Regions from separate parts of the Gossypium hirsutum genome. Here all the other regions are linked to region 1. The links are chromatin contacts, called in public Hi-C maps. All regions are on one chromosome and are shown on one strand. The core of a region is the stretch at or near the end of the contact, and the rest is flanking DNA. Distances in the headings are between cores, read along the strand shown. Region 1 holds the start of LOC121230711 (aspartic proteinase). Region 2 holds the start of LOC107961996 (lactoylglutathione lyase GLX1). Region 3 holds the start of LOC107962001 (aminomethyltransferase, mitochondrial).

Evidence for each region. A called contact is a pair of places that touch in the nucleus more often than the background predicts.
Region 2: a Hi-C map of leaf shows a contact between it and region 1, with 2.3 times the contacts expected there. The contact joins the promoter of LOC107961996 here to the promoter of LOC121230711 in region 1. A contact is called at or near these places in 2 of 34 Hi-C or Micro-C datasets (both in leaf).
Region 3: a contact with region 1 is called in a Hi-C map of leaf, with 2.5 times the contacts expected there. The contact joins the promoter of LOC107962001 here to the promoter of LOC121230711 in region 1. A contact is called at or near these places in 7 of 34 Hi-C or Micro-C datasets (anther, callus, hypocotyl and 2 more).

Annotation. Positions count from the first base shown.
Region 1 is chrA06:117,423,987-117,426,642 of Gossypium_hirsutum_v2.1, reverse strand. LOC121230711 (aspartic proteinase) reads left to right here and starts at 1,345. Exons shown (of 14, transcript XM_041115969.1): 1 at 1,345-1,497.
Region 2 is chrA06:116,718,819-116,721,474 of Gossypium_hirsutum_v2.1, reverse strand. LOC107961996 (lactoylglutathione lyase GLX1) reads left to right here and starts at 1,327. Exons shown (of 9, transcript XM_016898200.2): 1 at 1,327-1,582; 2 at 1,771-1,905; 3 at 1,997-2,121; 4 at 2,364-2,428; 5 at 2,509-2,656. The coding sequence starts at 1,790.
Region 3 is chrA06:116,852,822-116,855,477 of Gossypium_hirsutum_v2.1, reverse strand. LOC107962001 (aminomethyltransferase, mitochondrial) reads left to right here and starts at 1,301. Exons shown (of 4, transcript XM_016898208.2): 1 at 1,301-1,849; 2 at 2,414-2,656. The coding sequence starts at 2,432. It overlaps LOC107962000 (dihydrolipoyllysine-residue succinyltransferase component of 2-oxoglutarate dehydrogenase complex 2, mitochondrial), which reads left to right. Exons shown (of 15, transcript XM_016898207.2): 14 at 180-374; 15 at 608-1,003. The coding sequence ends at 799.

The sequences.
Region 1 (2,656 bases), core at 96-2,595:
CTATGGGTGCTTGGGTAGGTTTTGCGTGATATCAATAAACTATTAAATGCCATTACCTTATTAAAATATGTGGAATTTATTAATTAACAATTGCCAATTTTAATTAAGATAATTATCTTATATTTCATTAATGAAATTAAAACGAAATTAGAATCCTATAATCTCCTTTTAACTTTATATATCTTTATAATAAATTATAATTCAAATCTAATTAATTTAAATAAGGTCAAATAGTATAAAAGAACGTTTTTGATAAATTTAATTTGTCTATTATTATTTTTACAACGAAATTCAAACTTAAATTATTCTTGAAAAATATGAACACCAATCAATATATTACAATTTGAGTTAATAATTCTATATTTTTTTAATTTTCTCCATTTTTTGAAATTTATATTTTTGATATTAAAATTAATTTTTGATATGTCGCAGCTTTTTAAATATGTGGTTATATGATATATCTTAACGTGTTTTGCATAAGTATGCAAAAAAATATATGAGAAAATTAAAAAAAATATTTAATGAAATAATTGAATTATAGTGAGAAGAATAAATAAATAAATAACATCTATAATTTACCTTTAAATTATGTAAAAAAACCTTTATCCCATAAACCAACTCCAACTCCAAGATCTACTTTTACTTAGAACTTTAAAATGTGTCCTTTTTACCTTTTTAGTCGGATAGATTACAAAAATAATTACTTTTATTTGTCTTAAATAATATTTTAGTTATTTATATTTAAAATGTTACATTTTAGTCATTTACATTATCGTTTTGTTACGAAATAGTCACTCTACCGTTAAACTCTATTACTTCCTTAACGGTGGTCTTACGTGGCAGTCTAAATATGTTTTAAATGCCAATTTAGATGTCTAATTATTGGGATGAAAATAGACTTTTAATTAAATAAATTTAATTTGGATTGCCATGTAAGGTATTCAAGTTAATATTTAAAACCTATTTAGACTGCCACATAGGATTGCCGTTAGGGAGGTAATAGAGCTTAATCATAGAATGACCATTTCATAATAAAATGATAACATAAATGACTAAAATATAATATTTCAAATATAAGTGATTAAAATATAATCTAACTATTTTTTAATTTACCCTTATTAGTTTTTGTAAAAGATTGTGTCGTTATCAACTTATGCTTTTCCTTAAAAGAAAGGGTTTGAGAGAATAAGAAAATCGTGAGCCTCCAATTTATCTCATATTTAATCTAACCGCATAACTGTCATCGTTTGATGAAACAATCAAGGGTTCAGATTCAATAAAAAAAAAGAATCATCCATCTTTAAAAAATACCTGATTTTATCGTTTTTCGATATTAAGGGCCCCACTTGTTTGACGGGTAGTTTTGACGTCCCACTATATGTCTTTTCCTTCTACCCCCTCCCCATATTTATATATTCTCTCTTTCTGCCTCGTTTCCCTCCTCACCAAACTTTCCTTTCCTTCGTTGCTTTCGCCTTAAGCGGTCACAATATTTCGGTGAGCATTGTTCCATTATATTCCATCCTCCCTTTTCACATTTTAGGTTTTGTTTTTGCTTTGGATTTACTTTACTTTTATGATGTTATTATTTTTTGTTCATCGGATTATGTTGTTGATTTTGTGTGGAACTTGAAGCTTCAATCATAAGATTTGTTTTTTTTTTACCTGCCTTATTGTTGCATTTTGATTTTCTTTTTCTTTTTTAATCAATCGTTTTTTAGCTTGTTAGCAGTGAGCTGCTTCTTCCTTTACATATTGAATTAAGACTTGTTTTTCCTTTTATTTCTAGCTGTTTTAGCTTGTAAATAAGAGTTCCTTTTACTCTTAAGGCGAAATTTTTTTATAAAGTCATTACTTGACTGGAGATGTGGACTTAATTTGACTTAGATATGACGCGTGGAGAATTACATCGCATTTGGCTTCTGTTTTCTCTTATTTCTTACTGAATATGGCGATGGGGAAACAGAAATTTTATATTGGCTCAAAATTGAATCTTAATTTTTTAGGCTAAGATGTAATTTTAAATAAAATTTATCATTTTGGGGGGCCAAAGTCCTGCTTGCCTACCTCCTGGCTATAGCATTTTAAAATTGAAAAGTAGACAAACTAGAAGATATTTATACTATGTTTGGGTAAATAATGTGAAGGTAAAACAAAGAAATTGTAAGGAAAGAAAAGGAAAAGAAATGAATATTAAGAAAAGAAAATGATATATGTTTTTTGTTTGCATACTTAAATTTAGTAAAAGGAAAGGAAAGAAAGTAAAGGAATTTTTATAATAACCATTTGATTAAACCATGGAAAGGAAATGATTGATTATAGTGATAATTTTAAGTTATATATTTATAAAATAATTTATATAAAAAATTATCCTGATAAAGAAAAGTTGTTATCTTTCTTCGGCTTTTTCCCAAACTGGGGAAAACAAAATCTGAGTAATAGGGAAAGATAAGGATATTCAACTCAATCTTAATGAAACAAGTTCTCGTATTTTTCCTATTCCTTTTTCCTTGTTTTAGCTCAATTCAAACATATGGCTGAGGTGTTTTAAAAAAATTATTAGATTTTTTTGGAATTTATAACTTGTCAAGTTCAAAGTTATGGTGGATGGTGTTGATATTAGCAGTCCACGCATGCATGCTTACAAGCATGTATC
Region 2 (2,656 bases), core at 78-2,577, 710 kb after region 1:
TTGTGATAGTCAGAGTGACGTCTTCCTTTCGAAAGATCAAATGTTTCATGAGAGAATAAAGCACATTGATGTTCGGTATCATTTTTTGCGTGATATTATTGTTCGTGGTGATATTGTTGTGAGCAAAGTTAGTACTCATGATAATCCTACAAATATGATGACTAAGTCACTTCCTATAACCAAGTTTGAGATTGCTTGGACTTGGTTAGTGTTCATTGTTGAAGAATACCTTTAAAGGGTTTTGTGAAAGATGTGGAGAACTTGTTCATTGAGAGTTTGTGATGAAGAAATTGTTCGTTGAGAATTCATGTCAATATGGAGATTGTTAGAGTTGTACAACCCAAATTCTAAGAGATTATTTGCAAGTCAAGTTAAATAAAGTATATTTTCTTTCTAGAAGATCTTGTATTTATTAGCATAATATATTTAGCATTTATTAGCATAATATATTTGACATTGATTAGAATTAGGTTTTTTTCAACCTCTAAATAGATGTAGTCGAAACTCACCTTGTATCATTCGAATTCAACACTTGTTAAAGAAATAAAATGTAGTAGCAAAATAAGGGGATCTGTGTATGGACCATGATGCACAAGTAGAATTCGTATAGAACTACACTTCTTCTATTTGACATTGATTAGAATATGATTTTTTAACCTTTAAATAGACGTAGTCGAAACTCTTGTTGTATATGTTTTTTAACCTTTAAATAGACGTAGTCGAAACTCTTGTTGTATCATTCTCTTTTAAAATTAGTGAATTTCTTCTCATTTGCCTGTGATTTTTTCCCGATAGAGTTTCCACATAAAATCTGTATGTTCTTATTTTTATGATCATTCTATTACCATTATTGACGTTAGTTTTAACAAGAAAAATTATTATTAAAAAGATCAATTTACTTTTTAATTTAATAAATAATGATTAATTTTTTAAATTTTTAAGTAAACTAGACAAAATCAAATCTAATTTTTAATATAATAATCTTCGTGATTTGCTTTCTTCTCTCTTTAGTTTATTTTGCAATCCATCAATTTGTAATAAGATATTATATTAAAAAGAACAAGCAATCATTTTTTATTTTATCAAAGTAATTGATGATTTAAAAAAATAAATTTTTTTATTTTTTAATGTATATATTAGAATGAACCCAATAATTAATTTTCACTCTTATGAAAACTCATTAAAAATTAAATATTAGCAAAAAAATTCTAAAGCTGCTCAATACTAAAAAAAATTGAGAATACTAATTTTTTTTATTCAATAGGTGGTAATGATTTGGATATCGCCACGTTTCCATATTAATATCCGTTAGTGATTTAGACTTCCGTATTAACTCCCAAAATTGTCTAGAACAACAGTTGGCGTTTTTAACAAGAAGAAAAGCACATATCTGATTGGTTGGCTGAAACTACTTAAGAGACGTGTTTGTCGGTTATATCACCACTTTGTAACTGTCATGTTACATTAGTGAAATAAAAATTAAAAAGTTTATAAATTTGTCCCAATGTTGACACTGCGTTATACAGGGCGCTTCACTCCCACTCACTCCCACTCTCACTCTATTTTTCTCTAGTAATTGCTGGTAAGTTCTTCGATCCAAATTAGGGTTTCTTTAATTTGGGTTAGGGTTTAGTTTTTTTTTGGTTTTGATCTATATTTGTAATAAGTTTTAGCTTTGATCTTTACTTTAAAATTGAAAAATGAAATGAAAATGATATTTTTATTATGTAATTTCTATTCATTTGGTTGACTTTGCGAATGATTACACAGCAATCGGATTTGTTGAAAGATGGCTGAGGGTTCAGCTGCAGTTCCCAGCACTGAGTTGTTGGAATGGCCGAAGAAAGATAAGCGTCGGTTCCTTCACGCCGTGTACCGTGTTGGCGATCTTGATCGTACCATCAAGTAACATTTGCTTTTTTTATTTCTAGTACTATTGATGTTCTTAAATTTTCACTTTCTTTTTGAAGTTTTAATGCTACAAATTTGTATCTAGGTTCTACACTGAGTGTTTTGGGATGAAATTGTTGAGGAAAAGAGATATTCCTGAAGAGAAATACTCCAATGCCTTTCTTGGGTTTGGCCCAGAGGAGTCTCATTTCGTTGTTGAGTTAACTTACAGTACGTTTATGTTTTCCTTGTATTTTTATAGCGAAATATTTACTGCAAATGGCTTTTGTTATATCTGTAATGCTTGGAGCTGGCAAATTTTTCTTTTTGTCAAACAGTTAAAATATCGATTCCTTTTATTCAATATATGTTATAGATATCTGCTACATCTATTGTGGCATACTTCGCTACTGTTAATCTAAAGTGTAAACTTCTTTGATCTCTGAGTTAAAAGCTTTTATTCTTCTCTACAGATTATGGAGTATCATCGTATGATATTGGAACTGGTTTTGGGCATTTTGCAATTGCAACACCTGATGTAAGTTTCAAACATTTGGATAGTCAAACAAAAGATTCATTGAGAATGCTGATATATATATATCCATTTTTGTATTTTAGGTCTACAAAATGGTTGAGGACATCCGTGCAAAGGGTGGCAATATTACAAGAGAGCCTGGTCCAGTTAAAGGTGGATCCTCTGTTATTGCTTTCGTGAAGGATCCTGATGGTTATATTTTTGAGCTCATCCAAAGAGCTTCTACTCCTG
Region 3 (2,656 bases), core at 52-2,551, 570 kb after region 1:
GCAAATTAAGATATGTTAAGGAATACTCTTATTTCAATTTATCATTGCTTTCCATATTCTCTGCCTGCACGCTGCACCACCTTTTTCATCATAAATGTGCTAAAGTCCTCAACTGTGTTTTGGTTTCCAGTTCTCCATCTATATCTGAAATTGCGTTGCTTTCGCTGACTTTTTTCCAGGGCCTTGTAGTTCCAGTAATCCGAAATGCTGACAGAATGAACTTTGCTGAAATTGAGAAAGGGATAAACATCCTTGCTAAGAAGGCAAATGATGGATCTTTATCAATTGATGAGATGGCTGGGGGCTCATTCACAATATCCAATGGTGGTGTTTATGGAAGCCTCTTAAGTACTCCAATTATTAATCCCCCTCAGGTGAGATGCTTTACAGTCAATTTACTCCTCCCCCCCTCTCCCCCATGTCTCATTCGGATGAACTTGTAATGTATAACAAGTGAAGCTTTGTTTTCTGGGAAATAAGCCGATTATCCATGTTTAATGCATTTTTTACCACACATTCATGGCTTTGCATTCACAAGTAAATATGCTAGATCCGATATCTTTCTTCCATGTTCTCTTTTTACTAACAGTTGTTTGTTCTTTCTAAGTCGGCTATTCTGGGAATGCACTCCATAGTTAGCCGTCCAATGGTTGTCAGTGGAGAAGTTGTTCCAAGGCCAATGATGTACATTGCACTGACATATGACCATCGACTGATTGATGGAAGGGAAGCAGTATTCTTCTTGCGTCGCATTAAAGATGTTGTGGAGGATCCGCGGAGACTGCTGCTCGATTTATAAGGAAACCATATAAACAACAGTCTATCTATAGCCTGGATATGGCACACATTTTCTTGGGTGTAGAATAAATAGCAACTGAGATTTCCAGGCTCTTATATTTGCATTTTCTTGGTGTGCCATATCATTTTCCTATTGTATCTGTTAAAAGGCCTATGGTGGTCGATCATCTGCTCCAAAATAAAGCATTCCTTCGTTTTTTATTGATATCATTCTAGTTAAATGGAGAAAACAAGCAATGGAGTCATTCAATGACTAATCTTCCAAATAGTTGAAGCTGAACTCTTCTTTATAAAAAGGAACCCATTTTCTTTTGAGAGAAACAAAGTACTTACCAATTTCAATGAAACTGTTAATTAGTAAACTAATCACATGAATTTTTCGATTTAAAGAAATCAGAGCCACCAACCAACCAAGAATAGCTTGGGTTAAAAACCTTTTTTAACAGCTAATAGTTGAGGACGCCAACACAGATCTCACCAACTCCCAATTTCATTCCTTTTTAGTGGTAGATTAGTATCTCCATACTACAGTGATCTCTCAACTGCATGGGTCCCCCCTATCTGAGACACTAATCCAATGTTTTCGTTTCTAAACTCAGTTCAATTACAGACCAGTTACATTAGACCTTGTTGGCACTGTAACAGAGACAGACAATTTTAACCTCGGACAAAATCAGCAACATGCCTTAGATTCCTTGTCATGACAGCCGTTAGATGAAGTTGAGTAAGACATGCAGAGAAAGGAGACAAGGATTTGGGAAGTGGTGAAATAGCTCTAAGGCCCTTTAAGCACCACTCGCTGAAGATTTGGTTTTTATTTTTTGGATTTGGCAGAGAAACCCCCTCCTCCACTCACTCCTGTGCTACCAACCACTTTCCTCATTTTTTTTTTTAAATGCCCAAAATAATATTTTTACATCTAATTTCTTTGGCGCATATATAAAAGGCTATCCTTTTTTACTTTCTTCTTTTGGCCCAGAGTTGGCAGAGGAATGCTCTTTTGTGCTCTCTGAATTGCTCTCTTTTTGAAGAACGCAAACAAGGGTTCTGTGTAAGCCTTTTCACTCTCTTATTCTTTTTCTCTGACTGCATTTGTAGCTTGACGTTGTCTTTGTGATTCTGTGATAAACGGGATTGAGATCTCGATAACGTGATAGCATTGGTTTCTTTTCTTGATTTGCTAAATACCCTTTTCAGTTTTGATCATTTGCATCTCAAAAACTGTGGTATAATGTCGTGGTTTTCATTGTATATTGTCGGATGGTCGGATTATTTGGAGAATGTCTCTATTGGATACTTCAGTGCTGATTTTAGATCGTATTGGGTTATCATCTGTCAACAAATGCCTTTGATGCTTTTCTTGGGAATATGGTGTTGGATTGTAACATTAAGATTGAATGGATTCGTTAGATTATGGCATTATGCGTATGATTTAGAAGCCAATAAATATTTTCAATAAATGGATGTGTTGTTTAACCCCATATAGGTTCACTGCTGTTAAAAATCACTTCTCCCCTTTAAATTTGAATGCTCCTAAAAATCTTTGTAGTGGCAAGTGAATGCTATTCTTAGTAGTACAATATTGTCTTGTTTCTGAGAATTTGCTCTTCATCAGATATTTCAACTTTAGAAGATGAGGGGAAGTCTTTGGCAACTTGGGCAATCAATTACTCGTCGTCTTTCACAGGCTGACAAGAAGGCTGTAGCACGTCGGTACTTTGCTTCAGAGGCAGATCTGAAGAAAACTGTTCTTTTTGATTTCCATGTTGCTCATGTTGGGAAGATGGTCCCATTCGCGGGATGGAGCATGCCCATTCAGTACAAGGACTCAATCATGGACTCAACTGTGAATTGCAGG